Linked DNA regions of Rattus norvegicus: region 1 is linked to region 2. A link is a contact called in public Hi-C data. All regions are on one chromosome and are shown on one strand. The core of a region is the stretch at or near the end of the contact, and the rest is flanking DNA. Distances in the headings are between cores, read along the strand shown. Region 1 overlaps Lrmda (leucine rich melanocyte differentiation associated). Region 2 overlaps Lrmda (leucine rich melanocyte differentiation associated).

The links. A called contact is a pair of places that touch in the nucleus more often than the background predicts.
Region 1: a contact with region 2 is called in a Hi-C map of psoas muscle, with 2.4 times the contacts expected there. The contact joins two enhancer-like sites. A contact is called at or near these places in 8 of 12 Hi-C or Micro-C datasets (the A7r5 cell line, Schwann cells, hepatocytes and 4 more).

The regions. Positions count from the first base shown.
Region 1 is chr15:1,509,798-1,516,589 of GRCr8, forward strand. The region is part of intron 5 of Lrmda (leucine rich melanocyte differentiation associated); the gene reads right to left. Among named protein-coding and RNA genes, the nearest start is that of Trnat-agu13, 390 kb to the right of the region's middle. Within about 2 kb of position 2,419, at least 2 of the 93 cell types and tissues checked have an H3K27ac peak or open chromatin away from gene starts, as enhancers often do.
Region 2 is chr15:1,279,695-1,286,265 of GRCr8, forward strand. The region is part of intron 6 of Lrmda (leucine rich melanocyte differentiation associated); the gene reads right to left. Among named protein-coding and RNA genes, the nearest start is that of Trnat-agu13, 620 kb to the right of the region's middle. Within about 2 kb of position 4,602, at least 2 of the 93 cell types and tissues checked have an H3K27ac peak or open chromatin away from gene starts, as enhancers often do.

The DNA.
Region 1 (6,792 bases), core at 1,169-3,668, 230 kb after region 2:
GCAGAATTTCCAAATAGTGCAGATTAGGGTTTGATGAATAGGTCTGCTGCTTTCCTAAATTTAAGAAGGTAATGGGGGAAATATTAATGCTGCAGATTAAACACAATAGGGTTCTGTATCTGTATCCATTAATTATGAAAAATACAAAAATCTGAAGAAATAGCCATCTGATATCCAAAAGCCATTTCCAACTGGGTAAAGTAGCTGCTGGCATTGATGAATGACTAAAGTTGTGATGTGCTCATTGAGATAAAGGAACAAACAGCAGCCTGCACTCCTGTCAGAGGTACTCTTGTTATCAATTACAACCCCAGATACAGGCAGCAGATACCAGAGTTTGCTCCAAATCATTCTAAGGGTCTGAGAGAATGAAGCAGATATAAAATTTCAGTAGGATATCATACCCTTAACTTCTACTAACTGTGTTCTATAGATCTATAAGGTAAATTAATATATAATAACTTATGTATATGTATGATGTAGTCAAACATTTTATACAGAGGCCCGGTTGCCAAACATCACTTACACACACACACACACACACACACACACACACACACACACACACACGCATGACTTATATGACTTAACCAATGTGTGTGTGTGACTTAACCAATGTGTGTGTGTGTGTGTGTGTACTTAACCAATATGTGTGTGTGTGTACATACGCATATGACTTAACCAGTAACATAGAAAGCATGTTTGAATGTTTGCCGTTGTAAAGGAAAGAGTCTATTTTCTGACCCAGGAATAACCACAACAATAACAAGCTAACTAAGCTTCAAGGATTCCACCCTTGGCTGTTCCAAAACTGTGTACTGTCTTCTCCATACTTCTCTGCTAGTGTTTCCAAGATTTAGAGAAAGGATCCATTTGTTATTTATGAACTTGAACTTGAACTCTTTATGTCACACTTTTCTTGACTGTAAAATACAATGGTAACAATAGTTATAAGCAAGAGCAAGAAAGAGGAGGAGGAAGAGAGGAAGACGCAGTCAACATTTCTGGCTACTTTGTGCCTGTAACTGTGGTTAGCCCTTTCCAAGTATTAACTCACTCAGCCTCCAGCAGTACCCTATAGTTACAACTCCCACTTTGGATTTATAGACAAGGAAGCTGAAAACCAACCAAATTAAGAAATTGGACCAAGACCTCATTCAGTTTCTTTTTTTTTTTTTTTTCTGGAGCTGGGGACCGAACCCAGGGCCTTGTGCTTGCTAGGCAAGTGCTCTACCACTGAGCTAAATCCCCAACCCCCCTCATTAAGTTTCTTGAGTTACCATGAATGCTAGAGCTGAGGCAGGAATTTAGGAAGTTCTCCTCCATCCACCCCTGGCAGGACTAGCACAATGAATGCAGACCCTTTTTTCAAGGAAGGTTAGTATCAAAGAGGGAGACACTGATCTATACTGCGGCTTATGAAATAATATGGTTTCTTTGTGTTCCTCTAACTTCATACCCTTATAACTTGACTCTAAGCTTTCTAAGAGACAAATATGGGCAACTTCTCTCACCCTTCCCAGCAGCCCCCTGCAGCTGGTGTAAATGCCTCCTCGATGAATGTACTTTCATGCACCATCCCTATCACTTATAGAACTCCAAGGCCCTAACCCGATAACCAAAATCGGTCTACAGATGCACTGCGTAACTGCCAGGGACTGGCTGGCCTCAGCAAATCATCGCCAATGGCATTTCCCATCTGGTTTTGTAGGGCTGTCGTAGAAATAATATTATGTCATGGTAGTCCTACAGGCTTGATTTATTTTGGCTTAGAAGGAGGAACTTGCTTCATGTGTCTTTCTTCCTCTCACGGGGGATTTTACTTTTATTCCCCCCTCCCCCTTCTTCTCAAGGGTTGAGGGTCAAGTTCTGTCCTTGGAACCAAAGTAGTTTTCCAAAATGAGGTGAAGCAGCCCTGTCAAGCTGGGCCAGATATGCTGTCAGAGCCTTTCCCAAATACATCAGACCCTCTGCTTGTAAAAATAAATTGATACCAATGCACGAAATTTATTAGGAGATGACAGTCTGGTTCATAATGGAAATATGGAGAAAACATCATCCTTCAAAGCTGACAGTTTATCCATCATGCCTCAGATTCCTGAGATAGAAGCAGACGCTGTCACATGCAATCCGCTGGGGACACGTCTTCTTGGGTTTCTTTTTGACAGGAAACTGAAATAATCCAGAAGAAGGGAAGGGCTTGTGCTACCCTTAATGTGCCTGGCCATATATTTTCAGCATCACAGAAGGACCATGTGGCCAAGGCAATGAATGATGGAGGAAGTCAGGCGGCTGGAACTCTCAAAGACCTCCTCTTTTCTCCTGGGAGTGATGAAGTGGGGCAGAGGTCACAGGGGGTTACAGACCACTGTGATTGACAGCAGGGCCCTGCTATGCATGAGCAAAACCGACAGGTGGCAGAACACTCCTTAGTACAGGCCACAGCTGGCTCAGCTTGAAGTTTGAAGGCCAGGTCATCTTGCCCTACATACTCTGTTCAGAGTTTTACATCTATTGATAAACTTGAGACAATTTAGAAGGGCCATTTTAATGAAGGATCAAAGCAAGAATATTCCTGGTGGTCACAAGGGGCCTGATTCTCTGCAAGCTTAACGAGGCAACCTACCGAACCTTGTGTGAAATAATTGTGTGTTGTATTAAAAGCTCTTCGGCAAAATATGACTGTGGTAATAAATTAGAATGAAAGGAACATGGTATTAGAGGAGAAAAATTATTATCAATTTTGTGAGGTTTAAACATATTTATATTTCAGAACTCATTCTTTGGAAGTTTAATTAAAGTTATTATGGCTAGAAAATTGGAATGTATTTATTTTCAGTACTCACGTTTTTATTTATTTGTATATGTGTGTGATCCTTTATGAGTTTATGTGCATCGTGTATGAATAAGAGCCTATGGAGTCAAGAAGAAGGCATAGGATCCCATGGAATTGGAGTTACATGTGGTTGTCAGTAGCCAAGTAGGTGCTGGGAACTGAACCCAGATCCTCCACAGGAGCAATAAGTGCTCGTAACCCCTGACCCATCTCTTGAGCTTCTAGGAAGCTTTTTAAATGAGATACATTTAAACCTTTCAAATAAACAGAAAGCTATCAATATGAAATAGAAATCTAAACACATAAGGACAATCTTAATGGTCTTTTAGTCTATTTTTTAAAGATTCTTTGTGTGTGTGTGTGTGTGTGTGTGTGTGTGTGTGTGTGTGTGTGTGGAGTGTATACCATGTCTGTGCACGTGGAGGGAAAAAGAGGGCATGGAACTGCTCAAAGCTCAAATTATGGGTGATTGTAAGCTACCAGACTGAGGTTCTGGAAATAAAGCAGGAGTTTTTTCGAGAGTAGCAAGTGCTCTCCACCACTGAGCTGTCTTGCCAGTCCTACCTAATATTGTTAATCCAATCTTTATATGAGATGGAAAAAGCTTAAAGGTTCTATTTAAATGTAAATTTGGCTGAGTATAGTGGCCATATTCAAACCCACTACAAACCCAACTTTGATAAATTGATGGAAGAGTGTTACTAAAAGTTCAATGCTAGTCTTAGATACAGGGTGAGTTTTTTGTTGAAAACTTATTACCATGGGAGTTGGTGACTCGGTTCAGTGCGTAAAAGCACCAGTTGCCAAGCCCCACAAGTAGAGTCCAATATCTACAAAGACCCACATGGTGGAAGGAGAAACCTGACAAGTTGTTTTCTGGCCCCTGTACACAGCATGGTACATGTTCAGACACATACATGACCATACACATACACACAGCCACATGCATCAATGAACACAATTTTTAAGAATTGAAAACTTACTATCCAGACACTGACACATTAATGCTTGCTATGGCCTTACTTGCAATGGCTAAGTTATGGGAACAACCTAGCTGTCTAATAACAAAGGAATAGATAAAGAAGCCATGGACTATCTATACAGTGGAGCTTCTCAAGCCTTTACGAAAGAATGAAGTTACATCATTAACAGGTAAATGGATGGAACTAAAGTAGTTAAGTGTAGTAAGTCAGCCTCAGAAAGACAAAAACTGTGTGCTTTCCCATCGTGGATCACAGGGTTTATTTAGATACAGACAATCATATATGTGCAGATGCTGTGCAAATACAAGAGAAACTCACTAGTGGAACAAACAGACCAAGGGGAGGGATGATGTAAGAAAGGGAGTAATAACAAGTTAGCCTGGGGGTGCGCTCAAAGTGCATTATCCACTTCCACAGAAATGGCCTGTGTGACTTAGAACTAGGCGCAGTAAAAAATAACCAGATGGATTTTTTTTCAAAAGTGACTAAGGTACAAGGCATCTTTGCTTGATGTCAGTATCCGACTAGTTAAGGGTCAGAGACCATTACCACAAATAGGACACTGTAAATAAGTTGTTGTGTTTGCTTTGTTATAGGGCATTGTATACACATAGGATATGTGTATGATATGTGCGTGATGTGTGTACCACTGAGTTAGCTAAATCCTCATCCAAATACTGTGCATTGCTTTCCTCCTTGAAACATAGCCCAAGAACAGCAGGGGATCAGGCTAAGGACTTAACAGTTTAAGTCCTTATTCATAAGTACCAGGGTTGAAAATACATGAGGATCTATAACTCTGAGACCCAGATTCTTCAAATATCATCTCTCTATAAAGCAAGTGAACTCCAAATTGTTCACTTTTGTTTTAGCCAACCTTCTTGAGCCCGTTTTAAGCCAGGCTTGAAAGTCTGTTGACTTCACATGTCCAAATTAAACAGATCTGCCTTTTCCCTTGGCTTCCTCCATGAACACGCGCCAGCATGACTACACATTCACCCAGAGTTTATTTCAATGTTAGTGGGAAACAAGCCGTTTTTCAGCTTAATGAATAGCATCAGTGTCTGCCTTTTAACCAAAAATGTGACCTTAAATTTGACAGATCTCACCAGAAGGCACATTTTCAAATTATTTTTCTATTGGAGGTTTATGAATATAGCTCCCCAAATTATTGTGACAGCTGTGAGGTAGTAAGCTGTATCTCAGATCCGGTAGCTTGGAAACAGAACTCAGAAGTCACAGAATGGGAGAACCACTTCTAAAAAGCATGGAAAAGAAAAACCCATACCAGACGGAGGACCACAAAAAAAGTTGAGCCTTAAGCAACAGGAGACTAGGCCTGTGAGGCAGCTGAAACCTGACTTTTCTGCTACCACCATTTTTGTTTCCAGATCATTCTAAATGGGGGCAGAGAAGGCTGAGCTCTTACAGATTCTCCAAGAAGACATCTGCTAGATCTTCCTTATTAAAGATGACAGAGTATAATTGATGGGCCTGATGCCTAGCCAATTCCAACTTTTTCTTTCTTTCTTTCTTTTTTACAGAATACTGTTTAATGTGCGGACATTATTTTTTGGACTACTGAATGCCAGAAAATAATGAGGTGGCATTCAGCTTTGGTGAATAAGACTCTGAATTTTCATCTAAAAGCAGTTCTGAGTTATGGCTGTAGATAAGGTGTAACTGCAAGGGAATTTTATCCATGTTTCTCCCATGAATCATGAATGAGGGAAAAAATTACAGTCTAAATTGCACTTAAAAGGAATAAAGTCTTTTCATGTCATACATGATTTATCAAAATGATCTCATTTTAAGGGGACTGTGGTGTATCTTGATTAATCGCATTAGGACGCGTGATGAATGGCCTCTTTAATGGTAACACAGGATTTATTGGCAGCATCCCGACTGGAACCAGAAGGGTAAGAAGTAAAATATACAATAGATAGCTAATGTAGATAGGGCAACAGTACTGCCCTGACTTGTTTTAACGTTATACCTGGAGCTTCCTTGTCAGGGCATTCTGAAACCTGGCCTAGAAGGGGAAGCACGCCTCACACACAAACTTCAGTTCCAAGGCGAAGCCAGCCTGCCTTCTGAAACATGCTGTATGGCATATACCAATCCCTTTGCCTCTTCATAACCAAGGAGTCTGTGTAAATGGGTTAAACTTCGCACATTCCCAGTGGAGAGTGGGAACACTGCCTTTGGGGAACAGCGCCCCCCCCCAAGCTATCTCCCTATTTTAATATCCTCTTCGCATTTCCCGTTAATATCCTAAATGCCTTTAAAAAAAAAAAAAAAAGCTGGCTCCCACTAATTTCCTCCAAGGCCGACAGATCAGAGACTTGCCTCCAAGTGTTCTTTTAGAGCCCCGGAGACCCCCTCATAATCCTGCTGCTTGTCTGCAATTAATCCTCTGAGCTGCGACATTATTACTACCACCACCCACAGACAGAGGAAGCTCCCGACCCACTGGACTCAGGATCCAGAGGAGGCTTCAAAGGTGCCAATCACACCCGCCTCCCAAAGGTGCCTGCTGTCAGCCCCAGAGGTTCCATCCTCCCCACTGATCAAACATTCTTCCTCAGGAGATGAATTCAGAGTCCCCGCCCACTTCCACCCATATCCTCTTTCGCTTTTGAGTTTACCCAATGATCCATCCTGGCCTCAGAAAGGGAAGCCACAGACAATAGAAGGCCTTTCAAAACAAAAGCTGGGCAGTGGCAAACTTAAATCCCAGCTGTTATCAACTTAAAAAAAAAAAAAGAAAGAACGAAAGGAAAAAGAGAGAGAGAGAGAGGAAAAAAAACATTTAAACACCTTAAGGCAGGGAGGATTAGAGTCTGGCCTGAAAGGCCATTCTTTGATCAAAGACCCCAAGACTTTACACAAACATAATCACAAGGCAAGCGAGGGCTCTCTGAAGGCAGAATTGATTTGTTTGATGGCAGGGCTTGGGCCTGGTAGGGAAGC
Region 2 (6,571 bases), core at 3,352-5,851:
CCATTCTAGAGACATAGCTGGGGTGGGGATCCTGGCATATCCCTCTACAAGTCCAGTATAGATTCCATCCTGGCTTCTCATCCTACAATCTGTCCCTCATGTCTATTGGCCACGGACATTGACCCCTTATTGCCCCTGTCTTTCCCATTTGTAGATGAAGACAAAGATAACCATGGCAGGTCCTTTTGAATTGTGAAATAGGCAACATGGTACTTTTAACATTACTTTTGTGAAGTGGGGGCATTGGGTCCTTATTTCCTATGGAGGAGGTATGATCAATGTGACCAATTATACTGTTAAGTCTTAGGATACATGTATTCATATCCCAATAATATAGCACCAATCAGAGTACTGAGTTTGAGTCCAAACTCTTCTGTGGATATGTCAGCAACTCAGAGTTCATATTCCCTGTTGGGAGTGCTGACCACCAACAGCCCTATATCTCACTAGCTTTGATATAATGCCATGTCTCCAGAGACTACCCCATCAGAGTGTTTGAGTTTACTTTTGATGCAGATCAAACCACTAATTTGTAAAATAGAAAAATGAAGTCTTAACCTTTTTGATACTTGTGATAATCACCACTTTAAATGTTCTTGTCTTGAGCATGAGTGTAGTGCCACACTGACAAGGAGACTATACTCTGACTGTGGCCACGTGACACTTACTAGACAGTGGCAAAAATAGCAGAACAGAGATCTCTAATATCTCAAAAGAAAGGAAGGACACAGAATTATGTGGTCTTGGCAGAAAATGATGGCATGTTCTGAAGAGGGAGAGAAGGCCTGTAGCAGAGAAAGAAAATGTAGCAGTAGAGTCCCTCTGGGCCAATGTGGAAGTTTCTAGAACAAAATAACCATGGGATACTATGTAAATCCATATCCTTCCTCCTCCACTTCCTAATAACAGAGTATGGTACAGGGGAGGTTAGGCAATCTGCTAAATACATTTAGGAACTTACACATACATATACACACACATGTACATGCACATATCTGCATGTATATCTGCATAAACATTTTAAACAGATCCTATCAAATTTGTAATTTTTAGTCCTGTATCCTTTTATCTTAAACCTCTGATATGACCTTCCTACATTTCAAACATTAAAAAAAGTAGGCAGCTTAAATATATGCCTTAATAAAGGAGAGGCAGGGTACCAGGACAAGAGTTTCTGTTTTTCAATACTGATGATATTGTCATTTTCAACACCTTTCCCCCTCAAAAAATACAGTAATCCCAGTGTCTGACTGGAAGGAGAAAAGTGAAGTGAATACTATCTGGCTTTCAGAGCTAAAAACATCATGCACCAGAAAGGAATGTCCTGTTCCCCACGTGCCTGGGTTTTTGGTGCATAGGAGTCAAGTTGTACCTAGAAAACGAAGAAGCACAAACGGTTTACATCCTTGAGAAAGTGTTCTCTCAATAACCTAATCTCAGCCACGTGACGTGTTACTGGTTCTCTTGTGGATTTAAGAGGGAGCTAGCAGGGTCACAAGCATACAGGTCCCACACAAGGTTCAGTATAAGTTGCTATAAGCAAAGTGACAGGAAGAAAGATACCATGTAGGGAAGCAGTTTTTCTAGAAGAAGAAAGACCAAGTCCTTCCTCCATGCCTAGACAAATTGTCTTCTATTTGCCTCTGAGTCCCATCTTATAAGTCGAACAAGATTTCTAGTTCAACCGAAAAGGAAAGGGTGACCCTTCCTTCCTTCCCAAACCAATAGGCCAAGACTTGAGTCAGGTGTCTTGGCTTATAGTCATCATCGTCAGTTGAAGATGGTGGGTACCACAGTTACCATGACACTAACTGGCTCTCCTCCCCATGGCTGAGTGGAGGATGCACTGGACATTGTCCTTGCTTTTCACTGCAGGACCCACCTTCAGGCATGGCCTCCAGTAGTACACAAAGGAGCTCTTGAGAAGCACTAGGGTGTACTTATTCTGGATCCTGCTACTGTGTAGGAGTGGTCACCAAATGCTGCCAGTTTAGCCTCCAGGATATTTTTGCCTTCTGGCTTACATGTACTAACATGTATAAACTTGCCTGATAAATTTTCTTTGAGAAAGCACAAGTTATGCACAGCAAGTTCTGTTTTGACAGTTTAACTCCTTACTTGCTTCTTAAATACCAAGTCAAACATTTTGTGTTCTTAATATTTTTCTTCCTCCTTTCAGAGGAGCATGACTTCATTCCCATATAATATTCCTCTACTTTTTTTTTTTGCAAACTATGAACATTGCCCAGTGACATCAAGTCTTTTCCGACATCATTTAGTGGCAAGAGAGCCCCTATTTCCTGGAGTAAATTTGTGTGTTGCTGAATTACAACAGGAAAGGTGAGCTGTCTGGGAATGTTTGGTCACATTTTACCACGTTTATCTCTGGCTGATTTCATTTTATTTTTTTCATTATTTCTACCAAGGTTAATCCTACCCTATGAATTTGTGTGTCTTTCAAGATCTTGGGATGTAAATCTTGGGTCAGTGTTTTTATCTATGATAAATCATATTAGATTCAAGGTCCAGTTGCTGTCAGTTTTCCCTCAGGCTGATTATTTCTACTGACAATCTTTATCATAAATTAAAAGACGGTTTTTATTTGTTTCTTAGCACCTGGAGCCCAGTGTGAACATTCTAGATATAAAACAAGATTCAAATCATGGGGCCATGACAAGATGCTTTTTGTAAACACAGTGAACACAAAGTCAGCTCTCACAATACGGCCATTAATCCAAAGGTTAGGATGCAGACAAAGAGCCTCTCAGATTAAACTTAGAGAAATGTGTGCTTGGCCTCAGTGATCAAACTCTTGGGAGATGGCCTGAGGAATGGCTCATAACTATCCCTTGAGAGTCTAGATTGTGAAGCCTGCTCAGCCAGATGCTGGACCGTGTCAGGCCTCACCCTGTATCTGAAGGAAACAAAGCACCAGGGGGAAAGGATCTAACTGTGGTGAGGTGACTGTGATGGGCAGGCATCCTTGCCTCCAGACCAGGGAGGCTGGACAGCTCAGGGTGAGAATGAGCAGACAGGTTGACATGTGATAAAGCAGAGTCTGTAGAAAATACGCTCTGGGCTCCCAGGGCAGTGGAAATGAAGCTTGTCATCTCAGGAGGAAAAGGAGTTGGGAAGGGGAGGATAGGAGGACACACACACACACACACACACACACACACACACACACACACACACCTTTTCTGCATAGCAAGACATGTTTTTCCTTTGTGTGTACAAATCTTAGAAATCTTTGTCAATTGAGTGGACCCCCAGTCACCATCCCTGCTGTCTCTCCTTGAGCCCATGGATATCATGACCTGGTGGAAAAGGCTACAGACTTTCTTAGACATCACTGAACATGTGTCCACCAAAAATCATGGTGAAGAGAGCCCCTGGACCTTTGCTCACACGTCCTTTCAATTTTGTTTGCAGTAAGAGCAGGCCCACTGTGGAAGAGCCTCAGAGCCAGAGCACTCCCTCTTTCCTGGCATTTAACATCACCAGCCCTTTGTCTTTCACATCCACACACAAACTGAGACCTAGCAGAAATACGAGACCAAATCCACTTTCCTTGTTTGAACAAGTCCCCTCTCTCTTCAGAAATAAGATTGGAAAGCTTACTGATCCAAGCTTTTGTTTGTTTGTTTACTTATTTGGTTTTGCATTCTCAGGTCTCTTCTGTCCCAAGTAAGAAATAAAAGCAGAAAACACCCTTCTTCCTGATGTCCTAATGAGCAGTTTACTTAAGCCCAATTGTAAGTGTTACTTTGCCTTTTCCTGAACTCTCTAGTAAGACACAGAATGCTACATTTTCCTTTAAAAGTATTTCCTTTTGTGTGTCAGAGAACTCCCCAGCTGGGACAGGATTTGAGGGCACTCATTTTCAGGGAAGTCCTTCACTTATAGAGCCAGAAAATGGTCTCCCTCTAAGGTGACAATAACCACACATTGGTCTTTTTCAAGCAGGAAAGGAAATTTTGCTTTTATAGCAAATATCATTTTTTTGAATGTATGATTTAATTGTTCAATCTTTTTTACAGACACAAGGGTCTTCTGTGAACTTCAAAGATCACCACCAACAGAACCTAGGCTTATCCTTTGCTACTTTTTCATGGAGGGAAACAGGGACTATAGTGTCTGCCAGGAGAGGGGCATCAAGGATCCAAGAACAGTTAGATTCCAAAGTGCATGCTAAGATGGGATGCAAATCAGGTGTAATTCACGGGATGCCTTTCCAGCCACTCCTGGATGGATCTCACCCTGGCTGTCACTCAAAATGGACAGTGGTCATGTGTGAAGACTTCGTGTTTCTGTTTTAAGAGAACTAAGAAATCTTTCAGACGAAAGGAGCCGGGGTGAGGGTAGGGAGAGAGGGAGTGGAAGAGAGGAAGAGGGGGAGAGAGGGAGAGAAAGGAAGAGAGAAGTAGAAGAGGCAAAAGGGAAGTAGGGGGAGGTAGGGAGGGAGACAGAAACAGAGAGACACAGTCGCACCCTCCACCACTCAAAATATCGTTGTATTTATCTTTTCCTCATCATCTTTTGAAGTCAGAATTGTAGCCACTAGAGGGCAGCATGCAGTTAGGAAACAGCTACAGCTTTCTTTACATAAATAAGGGCAACTATTCAGGGAAGGCCATTAAAGCCACACTGTGCTTGTGGTCACCAATTACACATTCTGTAATGATCAATATGTCATGTTTACCCAATCTGGGCTGAAGGCTATCTGGGACTGAGGCTACCAAAGGCTCCCCTCTCTCTGACACTTTTAGGTTCCTTCTGCCTCAATTTCAGGAACTGATTTTCCTTACCAGCTATGAGTAATTTTAGCTCAGGGTTTTGTTTTTTTGTTGTTAATGTTACCTGAGTAGATGTAAAGTAGCATGCAAACTAATAAAGACAGATCCTCTCTTAGAGAAAGAAAACAAAGTACGTGCGCCATGGGTATCCCCAAAGGAAAGTGTCATCCGCTGGCATGGAGTTACCATTATATGAGAGCATCTTTTAAAAGTTATTTTTATTTTCTGACTAAAGTGTCCATTGGAATGATACACAAAACTTGTGGTTGCTTCTTTTTTTAAGGGCAGGTATTTCTTGCTTAAAACCCAACCACTGTCTTTCTTCCTTTCTCAGAATATCTGGTCCAGAGTCATCACTCACACCAAGAACAGCAACTGAGTGACCTCCCATCACATAAGGCATTGATATTTGCAGCTTCCAAAGATATCAAACCCAAACTGGTTTTAAAGTCCAGGAAACAGCATTGTGAACTAGAATCATATGGGATGAAAATAAGTACAGGGATTCAACCCATGAAGAAGACAAAATCCAGTTGCTAGGTTCTGCTCCCCCTACCCCAAGCAACAGAATGCAGAGTGCAGCTGCGGCTCCAGTAAGCATGACAAGGCTCCTGCCCTCCTTCCAGACATTCCCTCAAGGTAACAGTCATGTGACTTACCAGCCACAAAGGAAAGGTTGGGTTTGGTTAATTAATTAGATTATTAACTCATGATTAAGTGGAAACTTTGAGTTTTCTTTCACCCATAAAACAACAATCTCACTAGATATGGCAGAGTGACTGCAGTGTTTCCAGTGAGGATGACACAATCAGGAAGTAAGATGAGAATGAAGAAATGCATGCCACGCAGGACCACAGCATCCTTCCTCTGCACGGACTCCAGAAAGGTTCAGACAGCAGATTCCCACACACGCCACAAAGCCTAAGCTACATTCTCAGGTGCTCAGTGAATAATTTGTACAGGGTGGTGGTGGAAGTCAGAGGCAACCTCACATGTCATTTTTCAATTTATTACATCTTTTAAGACAGGCTTTTGCCGGTGTACAGATTACCCATTAGGCTACACTGGATTTCCAGGAATCCCTAGGCTGGGGTTATAAGCACATAGCAGCATGTCTGGCTTTATCATGCTGGTCCTAAGAGATGGAACATGGGTCCTGATGCTTGCTTCCCAATGAGATGTCTCCCCATTTCCAAGTTGATATTTGTGGACTGAGTGCAACGGTCTAAGAATACTTCGGGGCCAATGCATTTGACAAGCTAAAGAGTTGGGTGTTCTGTACCTAGAACATTGGTTCTCTCTGACTTTCCCTGCATAGGAACTACCCCCAAAACTTCCCATTTAGTGGGTCTGAGTCTGGGTCAAGAAATTTGCTTATTTTGACAAATTCTCTTTTCTTTGATAAAGTAAATGACCTTTGTTTTAGTTGTATTTAAAATCAGAGACACAAAGAATCTGGTTAATTGAAAGTCTTGCTGTATTGCATCCCAGTAAATGAAAGTTTTATTTGCTTCCCAAGAACAGCCACAAAAATAAATGGCACCAAAATAGGTAAATAATGATTGACCGAAGCTAGGTAGAGCTCTTGTCTAGCACAGTGTCGGGCCTCTAGTTCAAACTTCAGCACTGCAAAGAGAAAAAGTTCTCTCCTTTTTTTTCCTGTTTTATTTTAGTGGCAGGCTGATTGCATTAACAGGAGAAGAAAGCTTTAGAATGGGGTAAGACTGGGGGTGAGCCTGTAAAACATGATTTATGAAGTACAGGGCAGGGCAATT